Regions from separate parts of the Sus scrofa genome. Here regions 1, 3 and 4 are each linked to region 2. A link is a contact called in public Hi-C data. All regions are on one chromosome and are shown on one strand. The core of a region is the stretch at or near the end of the contact, and the rest is flanking DNA. Distances in the headings are between cores, read along the strand shown.

What was found. A called contact is a pair of places that touch in the nucleus more often than the background predicts.
Region 1: a Hi-C map of liver shows a contact between it and region 2, with 4 times the contacts expected there. The contact joins the promoter of TRMT12 here to the promoter of WDYHV1 in region 2. A contact is called at or near these places in 3 of 5 promoter capture datasets (fetal liver, fetal skeletal muscle and liver), 2 of 47 Hi-C or Micro-C datasets (heart right ventricle and liver) and 1 of 2 datasets of contacts at active chromatin or transcription factors (skeletal muscle).
Region 3: a contact with region 2 is called in a Hi-C map of liver, with 2.9 times the contacts expected there. The contact joins the promoter of TMEM65 here to the promoter of WDYHV1 in region 2. A contact is called at or near these places in 1 of 5 promoter capture datasets (liver) and 2 of 47 Hi-C or Micro-C datasets (heart right ventricle and liver).
Region 4: a Hi-C map of liver shows a contact between it and region 2, with 9 times the contacts expected there. The contact joins the promoter of ZHX2 here to the promoter of WDYHV1 in region 2. A contact is called at or near these places in 2 of 47 Hi-C or Micro-C datasets (liver and retroperitoneal adipose tissue).

Annotation. Positions count from the first base shown.
Region 1 is chr4:15,194,058-15,199,581 of Sscrofa11.1, forward strand. TRMT12 (tRNA wybutosine-synthesizing protein 2 homolog) reads right to left here and starts at 3,085. Exons shown (of 2, transcript XM_013996494.2): 1 at 1,415-3,085. The coding sequence starts at 2,767. The coding sequence ends at 1,448.
Region 2 is chr4:15,996,912-16,002,826 of Sscrofa11.1, forward strand. WDYHV1 (protein N-terminal glutamine amidohydrolase) reads right to left here and starts at 2,025. Exons shown (of 6, transcript XM_001928505.4): 1 at 1,565-2,025. The coding sequence starts at 1,653.
Region 3 is chr4:15,259,304-15,265,215 of Sscrofa11.1, forward strand. It overlaps TMEM65 (transmembrane protein 65), which reads left to right and starts at 4,097. Exons shown (of 8, transcript XM_021088951.1): 1 at 4,097-4,929. The coding sequence starts at 4,641. LOC102157933 (a long non-coding RNA gene) reads right to left here and starts at 4,007. Exons shown (of 7, transcript XR_002343112.1): 1 at 3,464-4,007.
Region 4 is chr4:16,549,205-16,555,322 of Sscrofa11.1, forward strand. ZHX2 (zinc fingers and homeoboxes protein 2) reads right to left here and starts at 4,655. Exons shown (of 5, transcript XM_021088974.1): 1 at 3,505-4,655.

The sequences.
Region 1 (5,524 bases), core at 1,835-4,334, 800 kb before region 2:
CACAGTGGGAACTCCAAGCCACACTTAGCTACATTTCCTTCATCAGGCAAACAAGCCCAGATGGCTTCCAAGTGTACCAAAACAAAGCTCTGACGAGTGATTCTCAACAATCAGTCATCCCAAAGATAAACTATGATTCCCACAGTAAACAGTGGCACTGGCAGACAGCCATAAATTAAGGTGAGACTTGGAAACCAAGAATATCTTACATTCCTTATAACTCCTCACGTGAGCCCTGATGTTGTCGGCCAGGGAAGGAAGATGAAAAGGCACCTGAGGCTTAAAAATAGAAGACCTTAATTCGAACTTTAAAAATGTGAATTAACAATCGGCAGCTGCTGCACAAGCCTAAGGCTGAAAATCTAGTTTCCCTATCATCTGGCTCAGGGGTAACAAGCCCGACTAGTATCTGTGAGGACTTGGGTTCAATCCCTGACCTTGCTCAGTGGGTTAAGGATCCAGCATTGCCACGAACTGTGGTGTAGGTCACAGACTCGGCTCGGATCTGGTGTTGCTATGGTTGTGTCGTTGGCCAGCAGCTGTAGCTCCCAATTGACCCCTAGCCTGGGAACCTCCATATGTCACCAATGTGGCCCTGAGACAAAAACAAAAACAAAAACAAAAAAAACCCAGAAATTTATTTGAAAAAATAAATACATAAAAGTCGTTCTTAATTTTTTTTCTATGACAATAAACCTAACATAGGACACCCCCCCCCCAACACACACACAATCAATCAGGAATGCTAAAGTAGGGGATGAAGTTAATTCACTGGAATAATTTTTGTCCTCTTCCCTCCCTAACTTAGTCAAAATAACAAAGCAACACCACTTTAATGTCTTGATTCTGGACTCCGCTGTTTAAGTCCCTCGATTTTATTTCTCAAATCCATCCACCTTCCACTGCCACCACCCCAGTCCAAGCCACCATCATCTCAGGCCTGAACACCCACAGAGGCCTCCTAGCTGCTCTCCCTGCTTTCTTCCTGGTACTGCTCCAGATGATTTTCTGTACTGTAGCTGTAGTGATTTGGAGAATAGCACTGTCTTTCACTCTAAAATAACCAATGTCCTATGTACAACTGCTTATTAGGTAATAGCCATGTGAGACCATGCAAAGATACTCTCATTCTGCAAATGAAAAAATCCATGGTCAAAAGAATACTGGAACCTTGTAGCCCAAGTCAAAAAGAGCTGAGGTCAGAATTCATGACTGTACGGACAGGCCTTATTTCAAGGAGCCATACTGCTTCTCCCAGATAGGTAGCTCCTTCTTAGTGTGTTAATGGAAGACAAACGAAATGACATGTATTAGTTTAGAGCCTGCCTTCTGGGCCACAAACTATTAAAGCAGATTACCAGGAGACAGGAGGGGTGAGACCCCAGCCTGAGCTGATGCTTTAAGGATCACTCACATGTAGATCCTCCTGGCTCAGGATCCAACTTCTCTAGCCAACCAGAGGACAGGGGCGGCATTCCAGATCCAGGACTATGTGATCCACGTGGGGAGCATAGGATTTCACTAGCTGGATGTGCAGGATTTGTGTTTTCCATGGCTTCCCGTGCACCTGCCAAAGAAGTGTGGCAAGGCGAGTTTCTGCAGCTTCCGCCCACCTTTGCCACTCTGGCTTGATGGCCGCTGATTGCATTTCTCTCCTAGAATCACTAGCAGCTCCATTTTTCAACTGGTTGGTGATAATTTGCTGAAGAGAAGGCCGATACTCCTTTTCCGTTTCACTGCTTCCAGTAGGCTGCAGCTTCTTCCCCGGGAAAGACTCCACATTTTGGTGAATATGCAAAATGCCTCCAGCATCCTGTCTTAGCACTTGGCAGGCAATAGGCCAGCCTTCTTCAGAGCTGGGAATCAGCCCCAGGTTCACCCTGTCTGCGATGTTTGAGAGCCTCAGTTTTCTGTTATCCCCAAAGTGTATTTGGCACCGATCTGCTACTCCATTGAGCTCAAGGTTATTTCTCAGCGCAACTACAGCATGGGGGTTCCACTCACAGGCATGGACGAAGGCAGCACCAGCATGAACTAGGAAAGGCAAGGTAAAATAACCAATCCCCGCATAGAGATCCACCAGCACCTCTCCAGCACAGGGCAGCGATGCCACACGAAGCTTCTCGGTGATGTTTCCGAAGGAGAACATGCATTGGGTTACGTCAAACTTATACCGGATCCCATTATCCACATGCTCTACCCAGCCATGGTCGCCCAGCAGCAGACTCACAGCTGGAGTTCTAGTGCCATCGGGTGATATCCGCCCTCGTTTGGCCAAACGCCGGACTCCAAGTGCCGAGGCAATAGTCTCCCAGAGTTCTGGTTCCAGATTTCTCCATTGCTTGGCTTGGAAACAGCCCTCACTCAGCAACAAGAGGTCACCGTGTCGCTGCCAAGATCGGGGCAGATCAGCCTCCAACTCCGCTGACCACGTAACTCCGCGGCTCTCTGCCCAGCGACTCACCTCAAGACACAACCTTTGGGCAGGTGAACAACCCTGGGTTTTCTTTGAAGGAACCGGATGCAGGAGCTGCGTTAGCACACAGGTGCTGCCTGGAGCCACACGATCCCTCAGCTCTCGCAGGTGCTGCTCAGAGAGGGCCTCTCCCAGCACCGGTAGCGCCACGGTACCATCAGGCATCTTTTCCACACGGTGCTGTCTATCCAGGAGTTTTTGCTTCTCGAGATACTCCCTGTACCGCTGGGTAAACCGAGGTTCAGTCACAACTGCGACAACAGACGCGGGCTTCCCTCCTTCCTTTTCCATGCTGCCTGCCCCACATTCTTTCGGATTCCTTCCACCAGACTCTCTAATCAGAGTCCACACACCTACGGCAGTACATTCACACGCCTAGGGGCGCATAGGGCCTGCCGGGGCCGGAAGTGAGGTCAAAAGGGCAGGCCGGAACTAAGTGATACTTCGCGCTCGTTGACGAACGGCGCCGCTTTGGCGGTGTGAAGCCGCTGCCGCCATCTTTGTTGTGGCTGGCCATTAGTAGCCGGTGCCTAAGCGAAAATTAATGACACAAAGGGGTTCGATCCCCGGCCTGGGAACTTTCTCATGCGTGGGCGCTGCCAAACGAAGAAAAGACAAAAAAAAAAAAAAAAAAAAAAAGGAAGGAATTCTGTTTCAAAACTTCAAATTATTTGGTATTCCTCCATAACCTTCATGCACTCTCTTCAGTGCTTCTCACAGACCCAAAGAGAGACATGCCCCGGGAACGATGGGTTCAATTTCGAGAAAGCCTTCTCCTAGTTTCTTGTTTCTCCCAGATCAGCGTCAGGTGCCAATATTGGTTGAGAGTGAAGAACCAGAGGTAGCTTCATCATTCCTTTTCCGAAGCAAGGATGGTCACTACCACCTCCCTATCCCGTGGTTTATGACACAAATGGTTGGAAATCAAAAGGATCTGAGTTCAGGTAAATCATACCACCTCTCAGACATAATCTTTACCTATAAAAAGAGAATTATGTTAATTTCCTCAGAGGATTGCTACAGTGATTAGAGATATTATGTATAAAATGCTTTGAACAGTGACTAATAAAGAGTAGATACTCAGGGGATGCAAGCTGGCCTGGGTCACCCAGGAAATCAGTGGTAGAGGGCACCTCCCAAAAAGGCGACTGCCCCAGCATCACAGAGGTGTAAAGCCTAGAAGTTACATCTTGATACCACAAGAATGTAAGGTCACACTGAGGCCGAGAAGGAGCCTAGTTTAAAGAGGATTTCCCTGAAGAGCTACACCAGCCCTGGACTTCTACATTAAAATAGATATACCTCCCCACCCACCGCAGAGCTGCTGTTTTGGACTTTCCATTACTTGCTGCCAAATACACTTACACATCCGGATTAACTATGTCACTAAGGGATTTCTAATAGAGATTGATGGAAAAAGTCCCAGTGGGAAAGAGTAGGGTCCCCGAGAGCCCTGAAAATCCAAACCATCTGAAACCCAAGAATTCAGAGGCTTCCGCTACTTTGGTGCTGGTTCTTGCTGTCATCTAGTGGCAGTATTTTGGAACTAAAATTCTTTCTAGGAAATGCAAATCAAAACAACAATGGGATACCATCTCCAAGCCTGTCAGAATGGCTGTCATCAAAAAGACAAGAGGAGGAGTTCCTGTCGTGGTTCGGTGGTTAGTGAATCTGACTGGGAACCATGAGGTCACAGGTTCGATCCCTGGCCTTGCTCAGTGGGTTAAGGATCTGGCATTGCCGTGAGCTGTGGTGTGGGTCGAAGATGCGGCTCGGATCCCTCATTGCTGTGGCTCTGGCAGCTACAGCTCCGATTCAACCTCTAGCCTGGGAACCTCCATGTGCTGCAGGTGCGGCCCTAAAAAGACAAAACGACAAGAGGAGGGAGTTCCCACTGTGGCTCAGCACAAACCTGACCAGTATCCATGAGGATGCTCAGTGGGTTGAGGATCCAGCATTGCCACAAGCTGCGGTATAGGTCGCAGATGTGGCTCAGATCTGGCATTGCTGTGGCTGTGGCATGGGCCAGCAGCTGTAGCTCTGATTCAACCTCTAGCCCAGGAACTTCCATAGGCTGAGGATGTGGCCCTAAACAAACAAACAAACAAACAAACAAACAAAACAGGCAAGAAACAAGAGTGTTGGTTGACAAGGATGTGAGGAAAAGGGAACTCTCATTATACACTGTTGGTGGGAATGTAAATTGGTACAGCTACAATGGAAAACAGTATGGAGGGTCCTCAAAAACTTAACAAGAGAACTACCACAGTGAGTCAGGGATTCCACTTCTGCGTATTTATCTGAAGAAAACAAAAACACTAATTTGAAAAGATCTATGCGCCCCTGTATTCACTGCAGCACTACTTATAACAGCCACAACCTAAGTGGCCAGCCATAGATGAATGGATAAAGAAGATATGATAAATATATATACAGCATAGAATATTACTCATCCATAGAAAAAACTGCCATTTACAGCAGAAGGTATGCACCCAAAGGGGATTGTGCTGAGTGAAATAATCAGAAAGAGAAAAACATGGATACCCTATGAGATCACTTAGATGTGGAATCTAAAAAACAAAATAGGAGTTCCCTCCGTGGCTCAGTGGTTAACAAACTGGACTAGGATCCATGAGGACGTGGGTTCGATCCCTGTTCTCGCTCAGTGGGTTAAGGATCCAGCATTGCTGTGAGCTGTGGTGTAGGTCGAAGACAAGGCTCGGATCCCGCATTCCTGTGGCTGTGGCATACATAGCCCAGCGGCCACAGCTCCGATTCGACCCCTAGCCTGGGAACTTCCATATGCTGTAGTTACGGCCCTAAAAAAGCAAAAAAGTAAAGTAAAATAAATAAAAATAAAAAGCACAACAAATGAACAAACACAAAACAGAAACAGATTCAGAGATACAGAGAACAAACTGGCAGTTGCCAGAGTGGGACAGGGACAGACAAAATAGATGAAGGGGCATAAAAGGTACAGACTTCCAGCTGCAAGATAAATAAGTCACGGGGATGTAAGGTACATATACAGAACATAGTCAATAATAG
Region 2 (5,915 bases), core at 775-3,274:
ACTGCTATCTCCCTCATGCATAAAATTGTGCATCTCACACTCCAAGGGCCTAATAAACATTTACTGAATTGACAAAACAATGAGGGGATGTTAGGGACAAGAACAGAACCCAGGTGAGAGGCAGGGCAGAAACAAAGCACGGACTCCAGACTCTGGCATTACTGAGGTTCCAGTTTCAGCACCACCCTTGCAGATGTGTGATCCTGGGCAAACAACAGGTCTCTCTGCCCAGTTTTTTCATTGGTAAAATGAGGGAAATGATAATAATAAAACTACCTCCCAAAGACGGATGGAAGTACTAGGCCTGACACACTGTCAGAGCTGAACGAATGTCAAGCTCTTCCCAGCATTACTTTGGTGACTAGCTGAGGAGAGAAAGGCAGCTTTAGAGGGCCCTAAGGTTTCTTGTGCAGGGAATGGAAATTGGGGTTAGAAGTCATTAATCAAGTAAGGGAAAGGGAATGAAAAGAATCACGATAAGAGTAGTGATTCAGCCACAGTAGTGGCCCAGGATAGGGGGTACAGTGTGTGTATTCCAGAAACAAACTCTGCATTTAACTCGCCATTCCTTCGCTCCCAAGCAGTGTGGCCTTAGGCAAATGACTTGCACACCTCTGTGCTTCAACGTGCTCACCTTTAAAACGGAGATAAAAGGAGTTCCGGTCGTGGCTCAGTGGTTAAGGAATCCAACTAGGAATGAGGTTCTATTCCTGGCCTTGCTCAGTGGGTTGAGGATCAGGCGTTGCCGTGAGCTGTGGTGTAGGTTGCAGACGCAGCTCGGATCCCGCCTTGCTGCGGCTGTGGCATAGGCCGGTGGCTACAGCTCTGATTAGACCCCTAACCTGGGAACCTCCACATGCCGGTGGGAGCAGCCCAAGAAATGGCAAAAAAAAAAAATAATAATAATAATAAAATAAAATGGGGATAAGAGTACCTACCTCCTAGTGTAATTGTGGGTTTCAAACGAATTCATTTACGCAACCGCCTCAGAACAATGACTAGCACATGTGAAGTGTTATGTATAAATTTAACCGTTATTACAATGAGTACTAGGTGGTTAAGATTTTGGTATCTGGTATAACAGGGCCTGAAATGGATTCCTGGCTGCTATTAGCTGGGTGACCTTGGGAATGTTACTGCAAAAACTTTGCACCCCCATTCTCTTCCAAAATTAAAATGACCTTCATTATCAGCAGAATAATATTCAAAGACCCTCTGCACTCCGCCTCCATCTCCACCTCCCCTTCTTGGACCCCCCAAACGCTGAGGTCCGCTGAGAAAAATCCAAGCGAAAAACGCCAGGCTGAAGCAGTGCACTTACCGACCCTGCCATTCCTGGCGAATTCCGCCCCCCCCCCCCCACGCACACACCACACCCTCCCGCAACCCAAATACCCAAGCTCAACTCAAGGGACAAGGGCTGCCATTCCCTCTCTCTCCTCCCCTCAAACCAGAAAACCCGCCAGTCCCGGCCCAGAGGGGCCGGGAAGAGGCGGGGCCCAGCTGCAACGCCAGGCCGGGTGGGCAGGGGAGATGCCGGGGGCTGGCCCCTGCGCCGCCTCACCAGTAGCAGCTGTTGTAGACGCAGGCGTCCCGCGGGGGGCTGGCCGGCTGGTAGTGGGCTGCTGCGGCGACGGGGACATCCCCCTCCATGGCGGGCCTGGGCACGGGCCTAAGGCCGACGGACGAGACAAGCCCCGGCGGCGGGCTTCGGGGGAGGGCCCGATGCTCAACAAGCAGCGCGGGTTCTCGTGGCGGAGTGGGCGGAGCCTGAGATCGACCGCCCGTGGTGTTCCCGGGTGGTGGGGCCTAGGGCACGGTAGGCGGAGCCTGGGCCAGCGTGTGGCGCAGGATTCCAACGCACCCAGCTTGAGATGCGCGTTCTGGATTGCGGGGGGGTGGAGCCAAGGTAGGGGGGGTTTAGTGGGAGGACGCGGGCAGCTCTGCTTTGGTGGAGCAAGTTCTGGTGGGCGGATTCTGGGCGGGGAGAGGCGCAAGGACTTGGCGTGAGAAGGCCCGGTCGAGGTGGGCGGAGCTCGAGGCGCGCGGCGCTTTCTGCCAAGAGGGTGGAGCCAAGAATGGATCCGGGGTGGTGCGAGCAGCGTGAGTTCACAGTGGGCGGAGCCCGGGGCGAGGAAGACCGCGTGGTTCCTGGTGGGCGGAGTCCGCTAGGTGGGTGGGGCCAGAAGTTGGGCGGTGCGGCACGTGGTCCTGGCAGGGGGCGGGGCCAGGCACGAGGGAGGGTTTGTTAACTGGGCGTGCCAGTCCCGGCCGGGAGAGGAGAGGTCTCTGGCACGTGGCTTGAGGGAGGAGTCCTGGGAGGGCTTGGATTCGGTAATCGGTGCTCTGTGATTTTCTCGGCGGAGCGTGAGACAGACTCCAACCCATCGCCAGCTGTGGAAGTTGAGACTCGGAAGACTCCACGTATGCAAGTGAAATTAGAGGACCTTGCATGTGAAAAACAAAGATTTAGCACTTTGAGCCTGGAGTTGGAGAGAACCCGGGGTAGGGGGAAAGAGGTTGGTAGAAGGAGGTTAATTCCAAATATGACCGCATGGAGGATGGTGTTCGGGATAATACTCCCAACTCTCAGCATATTGTAACTTTTTTAATTAGGTGAAATTATGTATTGGCTAAGAAATGTATATTTATTTTTTCACATATTAAGTAAGAAAAAAATTTGAGACCCTTCATGATATTCTTTTGGTATTAATCATATATATTTGTTTATTTGCTGGCAGTCTGGAAGGAAAGACACCGAACTGTTAAAAAGTGATTATCTCTGGTGAATGAATGGTAGGATTTTCACTTTAGATTTATATCTTTCTGAATGTTTATATTTGCAAGGGACATAAATGGCTGATCAAGATATTTATTACCCGTTATAAAATCTGAAATTGTTAGGTTGGTTTATAGGCCATACATAGATTCTCCCAGTCTTACCAATTCAAAAGTCCTAAAGATTTTGAAAATAAGTCATTGTGTCAGTTATCATTGTATCGCCTCTCAGATCCAAATACACACTTTAGCATTGGCCCCATGATAAATAACGGAATTATTTTAAGCACTTCTCCTTCAAAGTGGGCACAACATGAAATCTTCTCAGTTACCTACACTGAAGGAAAATGCTTTCTGCAGTTCCTGAGAGCAGACCAGAAATGTGGACTAGAAGTAGGAGGGTGGTCATGAGAATAATACCCAGTAGGATCTGCCCAGCCACAGACCCAAACTCGGTCCTTCTATCACCTTGAAGTTTTAGCCTGGCAATAACTTTCACGCAGCCCTCTTGGCAGAGAAACCAGACTCCTGTGCAGCTTGCAGGCAACCACCTGCCCCTTGTCCTCCAGGAAGCCTTTCGTCTGTGGGAGCCCAGGGTCACACACTCCACAGCCCTTCATTCTACTCTTTCATTCCCCCCAGGCATCTTCAAGACCTTCTGTCTCTGCTGGCTCCTACATTCTCATGGCTCCCCACACTGCTGGTTGGTGATTGCTCCCCTCCACCTGCTTCTCTATTTGCCCAGCAACTCCAGACCACCTGCAGCCTGGCTAAACCAGGGAACTTATCTGCTCTCTGGTAGCCAACCTTCCCCAACAAGATCCAGACCCCTCTCAAGTTTGTCCTTACATACTCTCCCTCAGCCTCAGGCACCAGATAGTTTCATTTTCTCTTACATTTCACTTTTATCATAGTTAATTTTTTTTTGTCTTTTGTCCTTTTAGGGCCACACCTGTGGCATATGGAGGTTCCCAGGCTAGGGGTCTAATTGGAGCTGTTGCTGCTGGCCTACGCCAGAGCCACAGCAATACAAGATCCCAGCCACATCTGCAACCCATGCCACAGTTCACAGCCATGCCGGATCCTTAACCCACTGAGCAAGGCCAAGGATTGAACCCACAACCACATGGTTCCTAGTCAGACTTGTTTCCATTGCACTACAAAGGAAACTCCCCATGGTTAATTCTTGACGTTCAAATTCTACTGTTTAGGAGTTCCCATTGTGGCTTGATGAGTTAAGAACCCCACTAGTATCCACAAGGATGCGGGTTTGATCCCTGGTCTCACTCAGTGGGTTATGGATTTAGTATTGCTGCAAGGTGCAGCAGAGGTTGCTTTACGTGGCTCAGATACCGTGTTGCTGTGGCTATGCGTAAGCCACCAACTGCAGCTCCAATTCGACACCTAGCCTGGGAACTTCCATATGCTGCACGTGCAGCCCTAAAGAGAGAATAAAAATAAATAAATAAATAAATTTCAATTTTAAAAAACTCACTTGTTTAACACGTGGTTTCTTTTGATCGGACCCAGACTACTATAGGACTTTGAAACCAAACTAGGTAGGTTCTACTACTTACTAGTGTGTTTTGGGGCAAAGTTATGTCACCTTTCTGTACCTCAGTTTCTTCATCTGTAAAATGAAGTTAGTGATAATAACACCTACCTCTTAGGGTTGTTATGAGGGTTGATTGAATGTATGTTATATAAATTGGTTAGAATATGTGCTGGCACAGAATAATAAATGTTATTTTTTATTTTTTTATTTTTTTTAGGGCTAAAGGTGCAGCTCCCAGGCTAGGGGTCGAATCGGAGCTGCAGCTTCTGGTCTACACCACAGCCACAGCAATGCCAGATCCAAGCCACATTTGTGACCTACACCATGGCTCATGGCAATGCCGAATCATTAACCCACTGATCAAAGCCAGGGATTGAACGCTTATCCTCACGGATATTAGTTGGGTTCATTTCCTCTGAGCCACAACAGGAACTCCAAGAATAATAAATGTTAGCAAACATGATTGTGGTATAATCTCACCCCATGAACTCCAGTATACCCTATACTCCTGTCACTGAGTGTCTTACTATTCCTCAGACACTTTAAACCTTTGCAGAAGATACATCTTCTGTCTAATATACTCTTTCACTTTCCTTGTTTACAGCTTTTCCCAGGAAAAGTTCATTGCTGCCTTCCATTTTTGCACAGCTTTTTTTTTTCTTTTTTTTTAGGGCTGCACCTGTGGCATATGGAAGTTCCCAGGCTAGGGGTCGAATCAGAGCTACAGCTGCTGGCCTGCACTACAGCCATAGCAATACCAGATCCAAGCCAAGTCTTCAGCCTACACCACAGCATGAGACAACCCCAGATCTTTAACCCACTGAGTGAGGCCAAGGATTGAAGCTGCATCCTCATGGATGCTAGTCATATTCTTTTTTTTTTTTTTCAGGCCACAGCCTCAGCATATAGAGGTTCCCAGGCTAGGGGTTGAATCAGAGCTGTAGCTACCAGCCCATGCCACAGCCACAGCAACACCAGGTCTGAGCCGCATCTACGATCTACACCACAGCTCACAGCAACACTGGATCCTTAACCCACTGAGAGAGGCCAGGTATTGAACCTGCTTTCTCTTGGATACTAGTGAGTTTCCACTGAGCCACAAAGGGAACTCCTTACACAGCTTTTTTGTTTGTTTGTTTTATCACAACTTTTTAGTCCCTTGTCTTTAAAATTATTACCATGTTAAGTAACTCATCCTGTCTCTACCTCTACCATGAGCAATTCCATGACATGTTCTTGGCTTGAGAGGTATGACAAAGTAATGGCTCCAGAGTCAGACAGACTCTGGCTCAAATCCTTTCTTGGCAACTTACTATTCTGCATGACTTTGGACAAGTCACCAGCCTTTCCGGGTGTCAATTTCTTTGTGAAATGAGAAATAAAAGTAGAGTGTCTAGGAATTCCCTTCATGGCTCAGCAGTTAATGAACCTGACTAGGATCCATGAGGACATGAGTTCGATCACTGGCCTCACTAGTGGGTTAAGGGTCTGGCATTGCCGAGAGCTGTGGTATAGGTCACAGATGCCGCTCAGATCCCATGTTGCTGTGGCTGTGGCGTAGGCCAGTGGCTAAAGCTCTGAT
Region 3 (5,912 bases), core at 2,847-5,346, 740 kb before region 2:
GTGCTGTCTGAAATGCTTTACAGGTATTTACTTTCACTACAACCCTTGAAAGCAGGTGCCCTTATCTCCATTTAACAGATGAGCAAACTTAGAAACATGGCCTTTTCCCCAACAAAGTGATGAGCAGTCATGGAAAAATTGAGTTATTAGCTCAAGGTGATAAGGGTAGTAAATGGCAGAGTGGGGACTCAAATCTAGGCAGTTTGGCTTCAGAGCTAATGATCTCAGCCACTTTGCAATGCTGTCATCTGGGGCTAGTGGCTGTCACCTCCTCCTCATGTGGCCTTTCCAGCAGGACAGGATACTCTGCCATTTTTATATGGCAGCCAAACTCCAAAAGGGCAAATGCTGTGTGGAAAATGACCTTGATGCAATGGCAGCAGCCTTCAAGTATACCTCCAGACAGGCTGTACCATGGGAATGGAACACATAGGTTTATAAGACAAATTAAGATGCTTGAATCACATTGTTTATGTGGCAGCTTTAAAAGATGTCCCCAAATTCTTTGACATTGCTCCTATTGAGAGGTGGAGGGGTTCATATCCCCTTCTCTTGAATCTAGGCTAGCCTTAGTGGCTTGCTGGCAGCTAGTAGAATACAGTGAAAGTGTTGCTGCATGACTTTTTAGGATAAGTCAGAAAAAGCCATGAACCTGGTTCTTTTCAGACAGTCGCTCTCAGGGAAGCCACCTCCCCAGGAAGCCAGGGGAGAAGTCTGCCAGGCTGGAGGGGGTGTGTGAAGGTGCTCTGGTTGACAGCTCCAGCTGAGCTTCCAGCCAGCCAACAGCCAGCATCAACTGTCGGCTGCATGAGTATGCCATTTTGGATGTCCAGTCCAGATGAGCATTTAAATGACCACACACGAAGTTGACATCTGATAAGGGACTCCAACAAAGAACTGCCCAAGCAAGCCCTTCCTGAATTTCTGACACAAAATCATGAGCAAAATAAACACTATGGTTGGTAAAATGTGTTCACTTGAAGAGTAGCAATAGTAACCCAGTTTATCAATTAATTTAGAACAGAGGGAGAAGCAAGGAGAAAGAGATGGAATATGTAAATAAGCTTAGGATAGGGTATAAGCAGGGTGGAAGGACCATACACCTAAATTTTGCCATACACCTAAATTTTTCCATACACCTAAATATGCCCTAACCCTCTCTGACATGTCAGTTTTCCCCGCAGATGGCACTGTTTTAAGGACCATGGTAAGTGAGAGGTTTTGGCAGATTGAAGGGCCCTGAAACTAACATGCATCTGTTCTGTCATATATCTGAATGACAGAGACGCAAGTTGGCCATTAGCTGGCTGGGTAGCTAGGGATTTATCTGCTTTTCTTGTGTAGCAACTACCTGAGCCCATAATGGGGCTATAATGGGTGTCACTAGTTGGTGGTCAATTTAGGGATGACATAGTTGTCAGTCTAGAGTTTTTAAATGTCACTTGGTCAATCTCCCATCCTTAAGTAGCACTTTCACTTTTTTTTGTTTTGTTTTGTTTTGTTTTTTGTGGGTTTTTTTTTTTGTCTTTTCGCCATTTCTTGGGCTGCTCCCACAGCACATTGAGGTTCCCAGGCTAGGGGTTGAGTTGGAGCTGTAGCCACCGGCCTACGCCAGAGCCACAGCAATGCAGGATCCGAGCTGCGTCTGCAACCTACACCACAGCTCACAGCAACGCCGGATCCTTAATCCACTGAGCAAGGCCAGGGATCGAACCCGAAACCTCATGGTTCCTAGTCGGATTCGTTAACCACTGAGCCACGACGGGAACTCCTGATTTTTTTTTAATCTATGTTCAATGCATGTCCATTTACTCTGTGTAATGTCTCATAAGCAAATTGCATCTACATTTTGGTTTTTCTTATTTTCCATAGCAGAAATGAATATTCATAAAGCATACAGCAAACACATTAGAGCAAGCCCCAAGGAACAAGCACTTACCATAGCAGGGTTTTGATGTCCCACTTATTGTTTAAAGCAACTCGCGTGGCCAAGCGCACAGTCATTTGGGACAAGTCTACACAAGGGAGTGGATACCATAAGGCATGATTCACTGGAATGACTACTCAACAACCTAACACACATAGCTAGGAAGTGTTTGATACAGTTATCAAATTTTGGCAATCTGTTCCTAGAGCCCATACACAAAAACTGGTGTCCTGGTGACTGTTGGGAATTCTTACTGAAGAGCTTCTTTCAAACTTCTCTTCCCAGGCCCCACTTCAAGCCCAATGAGTCAGAATCTCTTGGGAGTAAGGGATGTTGGGGGAGGGCGGTAGAAATCCCAAGAATTTAAGACTTGAATAGCTCTGCCTAAGATTCTAACACACACTGGAGGTTGTAGGGTGTTTCAAAGATAAAGTCTCTACATAAACACCTTGCATTTTCCACAGACAACATCCCTGTTCCCCCCAAACTGAAACTGCACACGTGGAAGTTCCCTGGGCCAGGGATCCAACCCACACCACAGTTGCACCTGAGCCACACGGCAGCAATGCCAGATCCTTCACCTGTTTCCCCACAAGGGAACTTCAGAGAACATTTTTATTTTTATTTTTTTAATTAAAAAAATTTTTTTAGGGCCACACCCATAGCATATGGAAGTTCCCAGGCGAGGGGTTGAATAGGAGCTGTAGCCGCTGGCCTATGGCCTACACCACAGCAACACCAGATCGGAGCTGCATCTGTGACCTATACCACAGCTTACGGCAACGCCGGATCCTTAACCCACAGAGCAAGGTCAGGGATCGAACCTGTGTCCTCATGGATACTAGTCAGACTCATTTCCGCTGAGCCATGACGACGGGCACTCCCAGAGAACATTTTAAATTGTCACTATTACACTACTGCACTGCTATCAAATTAAAAAATGTAAACAATGCTTTCCATGTTTAAGTTAGTGAAGTGGTTCTCAAACTTTTGTGTGCTTCAGTGTTAACTGGAGGGCTTGTTAAAATGCAGATGACTGGGCCCACCCCCCACTTTCAGAGTCCGAAGGTCTTTGGTGGAGTACCGGAATTTGAATTTGCATAACTAACAAACTGCTGCCCAAAGGCCACACTTTGAGAACCATTTTGAAGGCAGGAGGATTTAGCGATAATGTTCCTCCTCTGATTCGCATTTATACATCGCATTTACACTATGATAGCATGTCTACTGCATACACTGCTCTTGGGCTGGGTGTAACAGTGCATGTGATAAGGATAGGATTTAGATCTTGATTACACTTGAGCAGATTTATTCTCTAAGTGGATCTATTCTCTAAGAAGACAGGAAGCCTAAGTGTCATGAGACAGGTTCAGATAAAGCTGAGATCTCCTCCCTCAGGCAGAGATAAATGAAAGCTCAGAACAGGAGACCCTATGAACGTATGGGGCCTTGCAAGATGCCTAGGACATGTGGGAATGGGGGAGGCTCGCAAAATATTTTCTGCCTCAGCTGAGAGAAAGAAACAGCCAAACAAACCTTAACAAACACCTGGGAAAGGTCTGTGACATTCTTGCCTCAGGCTCCGGCATTAACAATCTGCAAGCTGCTTGCATCAGAAAGGGGAAAGGTGTTCTCAGCATCAAGGTTTCAGTCTCAGACTCTTCTTGGGAAAGGGGAGAACTGGCCTCACCCTCTCTTTGGAGCTCTCAGAGTAGGTGCCTCAGAGACCCGAGTGTCTGGCGGAAGCGGTGGTATGCATGGACTTGGCAAAGGGCGCCGCTTGAGCTCTTCAGTCCCTCAAAGCCTGAATAGGGCTCTGTGGTTCGGCCGGGGCCAGGCGAAGGGGGCCGCAAGCCGGAGCATCGTTCAGAATTAACCTCAGATTTAAGACTCAGGCCCGGCGCTACAGCGGGCCGTGTCGTAGCCACATTACCTGGCAGAGCGAGTGGCTCAAAGCTCTTCTTCCCAATTCCCCACAGCCGATAGAAACGTGACGGAGGCCAGCGCAAGGAGTGCTAGCCTTCTCACCCTCCACCTTCACGCACCCGAAGCGCGTGCACACTCCTTTCCCGGGGCGGGGGGGGGGAAACCGCGGCCTGCGAATCTGCATACTGCGCCTGCGCGGCCCCGCCGCGCCCCGCCCCTTTCCTTCGCCCCGCCCTGTTACCCACTGTATCGCCGCTAGGGGTAGTGATGGCGTCTGAGGCCTGAGAGCGTGGTTGCTGTGAGGGCGCGGGAGTCGTATGGAGTGGGGACTAGGGCAAGTGAGAGGGTGGGAAAACCAGAGACAGAGGAGGGCGGTGCTGGAGAAGGGCGGCGCGTGGCTGACTCATCCCTCTGGAAGATCAGACTGACAGACACTAACCCTTGCCGGACCCGCCCGCCCGCCCGCGCCGCTTCTCCTCAGCTGGGAGGCGCCCGCCCGCACAGCCCGCCCGCCTTCTCCGGGAGCGCTCTCCCGGCCCGGCTGCCTCAGAGAAAGTTTTTGTCGTCGGAAGGGACTGGAGGCGCCACTGGCCTTTGGGAAGGGAAGGAGGACGGAAGAGGAGGCGACAGCCGCGTGGGCCCGGGGAGTGCATGGTGCCCGGCGTCTCGGCTGCCTGTCAGGAGGACATCGGGGCGGGGTCGAGCTGAGCCCAGCTCCTTCTTCGCGCAGCGGCGCCAGAAATCTCCCTCCCGGGCTGCCGCGGGGGTCCTCGCTCCTCAGCCCGCCATGTCCCGGCTGCTGCCGCTGCTGAGGAGCCGGACCGCGCGCAGCCTGAGGCCGGGCCCGGCCGCCGCCGCGCCCCGCCCGCCGTCCTGGTGCGGCTGCGGGCGGGGGCTGCTGGCGCTCGCGGCCCCGGGCGGCCCCCGGGCGCTGGGTACCCACCCGAAGAAGGAACCCATGGAGGCGCTGAACACGGCGCAGGGCGCGCGCGACTTCATCTACAGCCTGCACTCCAGCGAGAGGACCTGCCTGCTCAAGGAGCTGCACCGCTTCGAGTCCATTGCCATCGCCCAAGGTAAGGGAGGCGCGAGGGGGGCGAGCCGGGGGGCGGGGGCCGGGCGCCCTCCCCTCCCCCACCGGCGCCCCGGGAGGCTGCCCACCGCTCGGCCCGGGCTCCTCGCCGCCGCCCCCCTCGCCCGCCTGGCCCGGCGCCTGGGACGTCCGACGGGGGGAACTTTCCGCCTCCTAAGTGTCCCCGGGGCAGGTAGGACGGGGCGGATCGTGCCAGGGCCAGCGCTTGGCTGGTTCCTCCCCAGCCTCAAAATCGGCGCTTCAGCCCCAATTGCCGACGGATGCTGAATTGATTTTGTTTAGATTGGCTGTGTCCTCCCCCCAGCCCCGCTCCCCCCCGCAGCCCTCCTGCCCCCAAGCCCTTGCTGCGTTCCGGTGAACGTGCAGCCACGCGAGTGGCCTGCAGTGCCTCCTTCAAAAGCGCTGCAAAGCCTAGACGCAGGAAGAAACTTTGTTGAATGATCCTAAAACAAGGTGTATGGGTGTCCAAAAGAAGGGCTGTTGCTTCGTAAGGCGGAGTTGCTCTCAGCTGCTTCTTTGCACAAATCTGTAGTTGTATTCTTTTAAGCAGCCGAAGGAAACATTTTCCTGGGGAATGGAAAGAATGGGTCAAACCAGTATCTGCAGATACATACTTGCAAGCCCATCATAGGTTGGGTGTTGCCAAGTTAAACCCCAGTTTTTGTGGTTTCCCTAGAGGAGGGAAGAATGCAGTAGATAAGGAGGTATTTTTTCTGGAAATCTGTGGCTCTACAGTAAAAAGCAAAAGTATTTTGGATTTATGCGCAAAAATAATTCGGAATGGTGAAAGCAAAGCTATTTTTAAGCTAACATGTTAAAAGAGGATATTTTTAAAACCAGTGCACAATGCTGGTAGGTCAGAGTTTGAGTCCAAGTGAAAAAGCTGAAAAAGTCAGAAAATCAAAAGGATGAAGGGAGCAAATAAACAGTCTTAAAATACTTTTGCCATTTAAATGCGGTGACACA
Region 4 (6,118 bases), core at 3,405-5,904, 550 kb after region 2:
CTCACTCATCCTATTTCCCCTTCTCTGGAAAGCAGATGTGAGGGCTGGAGATGCAGCAGCCACCTTCCCACCATGAGAGGATAGACCTGGAGCCAAAGGCCTATCCTTTAAGGGTGACAGAGTAAAACGACAGAGTCTGTGTCCCCACTGGTACCACTGAGGCATCATCCCGCCTACTTTCCAGTTGTCTGACACAAATAATCCCTTATCTGGTTAAGTCACCAGTGGGCAGGATTTCTGTTGTTAACAGCTGAGTGCAATGATATGACACAACTCCAGACATTGTTCCCCCTCAGTCACGGGTCAGTTCCCAGGATACCCCCTCTAAGAAATCCTCCATGGGTCTCTTATAGCATAAGACCTATGTCCTTCATTGTACTTCCACAGTAGGTACTTTTCTCAATTCAAGCACCTATTTAATCCTGCTTGATTTGGCCGGCTGGCCGTTCAACTTCCTAGAGTAAGGGTAAGGGTCTCAGTCCCGCTAACATCTCCAAAGCGCTGGGGGCACGGCTTTGCCTTGAGGTCAGATTGATGCTCTGTCTCCACAGCCAGGGCAACACTGGATCCAAGCTGCATTTGTGACCTACACTGCAGTTTGCGTCAACACTGGATCCTAACCCACGGAGTGAGGCCAGGGATCGAACCCACATTCTCAAAGGGACAACGTCGGGTCCTTAACTCACTGAGCCACGATGGGAACGCCATGAAAACAGTTTAATCCTAAGCACTTGGAATGGTCCCTGGCATATAAAAGTGCTTAATGACTGTAGGCTTTTCTTAGCATGATGAGTATTATAGTTGCAAAATGAACAAATAAATCAGCACATGAATGCTAAATAAATGAATTAAAGAATGAAACCCAGGAAAATTCCTATGAGTCAGACTACTAGACAGTGAGCACTGTTCCTTCTTTTCTGCCTGCACCTGGCCCTCTATGTTGCTAACTATGACGTCCCCTATCTGGGGAGCTGATATACTGGCGTGTTCAAGGCTATGACGTAAGGTTTGACTTCAACCACGGAGTTTGATTTTTGCTGTGCAGCTTTGGGCAAGTTTTTTCACCTCTCCGAGCTTTGGTTTCTTCAACTGTAAACTTGGAATAATAATAGTATTTATCTCATAGGGTTATGATGAGAATTAAATGACAAAACATGTAAAATATACAGCATTGCGCCTGGCGTACTAAAATAGTAGGTGTTAGCAACAGTTACCCAACACTGTCATTAGTCTTTTTGTCTAATGCACGGCATCCCACTGAGTCACGTGGTCCTGATGTTAAGGTGGGGATGCCTCTTGGCTGTTGAGATATACAGTATTTACACTGGGAGATGACTTATCTTGAATGCCAAGAAACCTTTGTGTCATTTTGAGTTTTCCCTTTAAACGGGGATCCGTTAGTATATCCAATTTACGCAAAACCCTTGGCCTCTGAATGTTCCCCTTAAAGGCTGTTAACTTCAAGTGGATCCTTAGTTAACACACCTGGCAAGAAGGTACACATGCACACGAGAACAACATGGAGCAGACCTTTCAAAGGCAACACTCTTCCCACAGATCATGGGTCCAGTCATTGGCAGTGACACATTTCAATCGTACTTGTAGATATCCCTCCTTTGGCCTTAAAAGAAGACATGTATACAGCCTTATGTAACTTTCCTTTGAAACGGAACCCTTTCGGTTAGTCCCATTCAAGCCCTTGATGGCTCCATGAATCTATTTTTACTATTAAACATGCCATTTTACAAGATATTTATTCCACTTGGTTGTCATCCAAATGCTTTTTGACATTACTGCCCTGGGACTGAACTGCTTTAACTCAGTGCCCTCATAAATAGAAAATCACCTTTTGACTGAAATCTTGAAGAGCTCTCAGAACCTCACCCCGGTCACTTCAACAGGCATTAATTTCTGCTCTACCTAAAGGAGCCAGAGTGTGTGCCTGACTGTGTGTGTGTGTTCAGAGAGTAACTGCAGGAGGTCAGAGCAACCCAAGAGATCAAGTGGAGGGGTTCCTGCCCCTCAAATCCTGCCCAACTGGGCCTGCCTCAGCCTTGGGGAGCTGCTACCTTGGAAACAGAAGACAATCATCAGAGAGCAGAAAGGGCAGAACTCCAGGGCCTGAAAAGACTTGGTGATCTCTGGAGCCCAAGATGGGCAGCGACACTTTCAAAGGGGAGGGGTCCAGGGAAGGCTCTTTCCCCACCTTCCTCCTCCCTCACCTCCCAGACAAACAAAAGGCCATCTCGCAAATAGCTGAAGGCAGAGACCCCACTGGCGTCGACGCTGATCCATCAGGTGGAAGCCCGAGCACATCACGACTTGGCTTCCCAGTCAAGTTTTCTCCCCAGCCTAACACACCACCCTCCTCCTCCTCCTCCTCCTCTGCCGCCGCCTCCCGAGCTCCGCACAGCGACGAGGCCAAGCGGACCGTTCCGTGATGCTCACTGGTTTCCAACTTTCCGCTCATCTTCGTCTGCGCAGCCTCCTGCAGAGCGGCTGGGAAAGGGGCAAGTTTGCAAAGGCGAGGACCCCAAGTCCTGGGGAAGCCACAAAGCAGCCGAGACACCAACAAAGATGAACCGCTCGTGGGGCAGACGAAGAGCGCCAGCTGCCCTGCCGGGGGGCGACCGTGGGCTTGGGCGGGCAGAGGCGGGCCGCGGGCGGAGGACAGCGGGGGCCCCGCGGCTCCCCCCGCCCCGCCCCCCAGGCCCTCGCCACGCGGGTTCCCCGGCACCTGAGCGGGGCGTGGGGACAGCGCCGCGCTGCGGCTCGGCCCGCGGCAGGTAGCTCGGCTCCCCGCCCGCGCCGCGCGCCCGCTGCCTGCAGCCACCAGGAGAGGAGAGGCAGCCTCAACCCACGGCGTCATGCTTCCTGCCACCACAGTACGGCGAATCGTCACCGGGAGAGGGGAGAAGAGGGGAGAGCGGGGGAGGGAGGGAGGGGAGCACACACACGCAGCCCCCCGCCTGCCCGAACCCGCGGAGCCGGGGCCACGTCCCGGTGGAGTCCCCGTGGGACCGGCCCCGTTCGCACAAAGCGCCGCAGTTTGGCCAAGAAGGGAGGGAGCCGGCCACGAAATAAATAAATAAAAACAGAGTCGGGTCTACGTAACGCCCTGTCGAAAGCGGACGCCATATTTTTTTGTGGCTTATGTCGACATAGGGAAACGTAGACATGTTTTTCCTCCTCCTCCTCCTCCTCGGTCTGCCTCCCATTTATCCAAACTTGTAATCAAAACTCTTTAAAAAAAAATCTCCCCCCGCCTCTGGATCCTCTGATTTCCTCCCACCCGCAAAAAAGAGCCTGCACCCCACCCCCCCTTCCGCGCCCCCCTTCCAATCACAAACCCGGCCAAGTCCCATTAACAACACATTTTCGGGAGCCGCGGCGGCGGCGGCGGCGGTGGGAAAGTTGGGCTGGAGTGGCCGGTGCCCGGCGTGCGGGGCTCGGGGCCGGCCGCGCCGGGCGGGGGGTGCTCCGCGCCGGGGCGAAGTTTCTTACCTGCGCCGGGGCTGGGAACGCGGGGACCCGGGCTGGGAACGTGGAGACGCGGCACGGGCGTTCCAAAATGGAACTCTGCTGGCTCCCCCCACCCACTCCCCACTCCTCACCGGGCGCCCGGCTCGGGCTCCGTGGGAAAGAGGGGGAAAGCCAGCCTGCCAGACAGACAGACAGAAGAAGCCCCCGTACGGAGAACAGTGGCCAAAATTTTTAAAAGAAAAAAAAAAAAAAGAAGGAAAAAAAAAGGGGAAAAAAATGTCTCGATCAGTGGGGAATCTACGCCAAAACCCACATGATCTGTAACGTCAGCATGCGTATTTGCATACGATACCACCACCCGAGCTGCCACCCGGGCTCGGGTTCCGCAGAAAGTTACAAAGTGAAATTCAGCCCCCTCCGGAGACGCCGGCGAAATGTCATTTTCAGGCGAGAGCTGGGGGGGAGGCCAACCCTAAAGGCGCTGGTTACTAGCCAAGGTTGGGGGGTGGGCAGTAAATTAACTTAAAAGTCTGAGCCCAGTAACGGACTCGGTGGAATTTCTGCGAGGGGAGGAGGGGGAGGCGCGAGCGAGATCATTGAATATTAAGCACGACCCGGCGCGGCGGCCGCGGCCAAACCCTCCTGGTGCAATACCCATTTTCTTTATGAAAAGTTCAAGGTGTCACTGATGAGCTCGACAAACTGTTGATCCTAACCACGTGGAGTGGCCGACGGAGGGACCGCTGGGCGCGGCTGCTCGCTGAGCGGGCGGCACCCGGGACCCCGCGTCCCTCCTGCAGAGCAAACGGCAGCGCGCGGGTGGGGCCGCCGCAAGCCCAGGGCGCTGCCTGCGCTTTCTCCCGCCCTAGGACTCAGGGAAATAATAACAACTTAAAAAAATTTTTTTTTTCTTTTTTAAAGCGAGACACATTTAACTCCTGGAGTAGTAATAAGAGGGCTCGGAGTAGGGAGGGTAAGGAAGAGCCCCCACTTATATAACGACTCGAAATTAGATGACTTTTGCTGAAGAGATTCTGAGATTTCCGCTTGCGCCAGGTCTGAGGTTGGTTAAACATCCTCAAACTTTTTTTCCTAAGAGCCAATAAACAAACAGACGCCCTGGGAGCTGACTTAAACTCTTGTCGGGCCAGCGCTCGCTGGGATTCTCAGACTTCGGAGAAATGCACACCCCTGCGGCGCTGGCAGGGAAGTCCCTCGGAAGCGAGGCGGGTCACTTTCGAAACTGGGACTCTGGCCTTCCCGGCGGGAGGGCATCCCTAACCGCCGCCGCCCCCTGGATCCCCTCGGGCGGCTTAGAGCAAAGGCAGGTCAGAATCTCGCTGCCCTCCGCCCGCGGCCTCGGGAACCGTGAACTCGCGTTTTGGGCGCGGCGCTTCAGCTGCAGTGTTCAGCTAAGGGCTCCAAGGGATTTGGGATTCAGGGGACGCTTTGGCATTTCACAGAACCTGTCTGCGCCGCCTGTCCCTGCCAGGTGGACCAGTTTCTCCTCGGTGGGCATCTCGACGCGTCAGCATCTCCCAAGTGTGTGCTGAGTGCGAGCGCGCACTGGGCGAGCGGGGGCCAAGGGGATGCTGTCTGGGGTCTACTTTTGACATTTTGAGAGCAGCAAGAAGACAAAGGGAGCCTGGGGCTGGGAGGCTCCGCGGAGTCCCCGCCCGCGCTGAGGATTAGCAGGCGCGGAGCGTCGGGGCTTCCCGGCCAGCCTTAGCTTGGGGGGAATTAGAACGAACTCTAGCGGCGGCTTGCGACTCGGCTCTGGGCGCTAGGACAGCAACAGGTGGCCGTGTGCGGCGGAGTGGCTGGAGGCGAGGACGGAGACGGGGTGAAAATGGCTGGCTCCCGGGCTGACTGCGTGGTCAACGCATTGGTTGACCTTTTGGCATTTTCGTTTCTGAGGCTGAGGAGAAGAAAGCAGCTGAAAGGCTTTCTCAGGGTCTCCCTTTAGGGCTCCAATTTCTCCACCAGAACCTGTTCTTTGGGTTCCCAGAAATTTTTACAATAAAAATAAAAATAGCTCATATGCAAAACTTTCTACTGGCTTGCACCTGTTTGTTCCGTTATTGCTGATGCAGGGTTGTTTGTTAACGGTGCAGGAAACCAGGTACTGGCTTTGAAGGAGGTCTCTTTTCCTAATGCTCTCAGATCTGAGAGGCAAACTGCCCAGGTTCTTAAAGGATTTATTAAGAACTTCCTGGGTGACTATGATCCAGATGCTATCGCATCTTTCTCAAACTCATTCCATATCTACTGTCTAACATCCTAATGTGCTTGCTGTCAATATCAGAATTTAGGGATGCTGAGTTTTTTTCCTCTTCCCTCAAGGATGTGCATGAAGAGAGAAAGAAAAAGAAAACAATCCCACCAACTATAATATTTTTATATTGCTTACTCTTGACTCTTCCAGGTCATTCCACTGCTTCCCTACGCCCCCCCCCCATAACTACAGTTCCCTGTTTCCATGGAAGTTACTGAAACCTTAAGAAAGTTGTATCTGTTCTGAGGCTGCACCTCCTTTTGCTGGTCATCCACTTAGAAGGGATTTCTATAAGCCATGTTTCCTCTGTCCCCCCCTCACTACCGTCTTCTTTTGGTTGGGCGAGCGGATAATAGGATG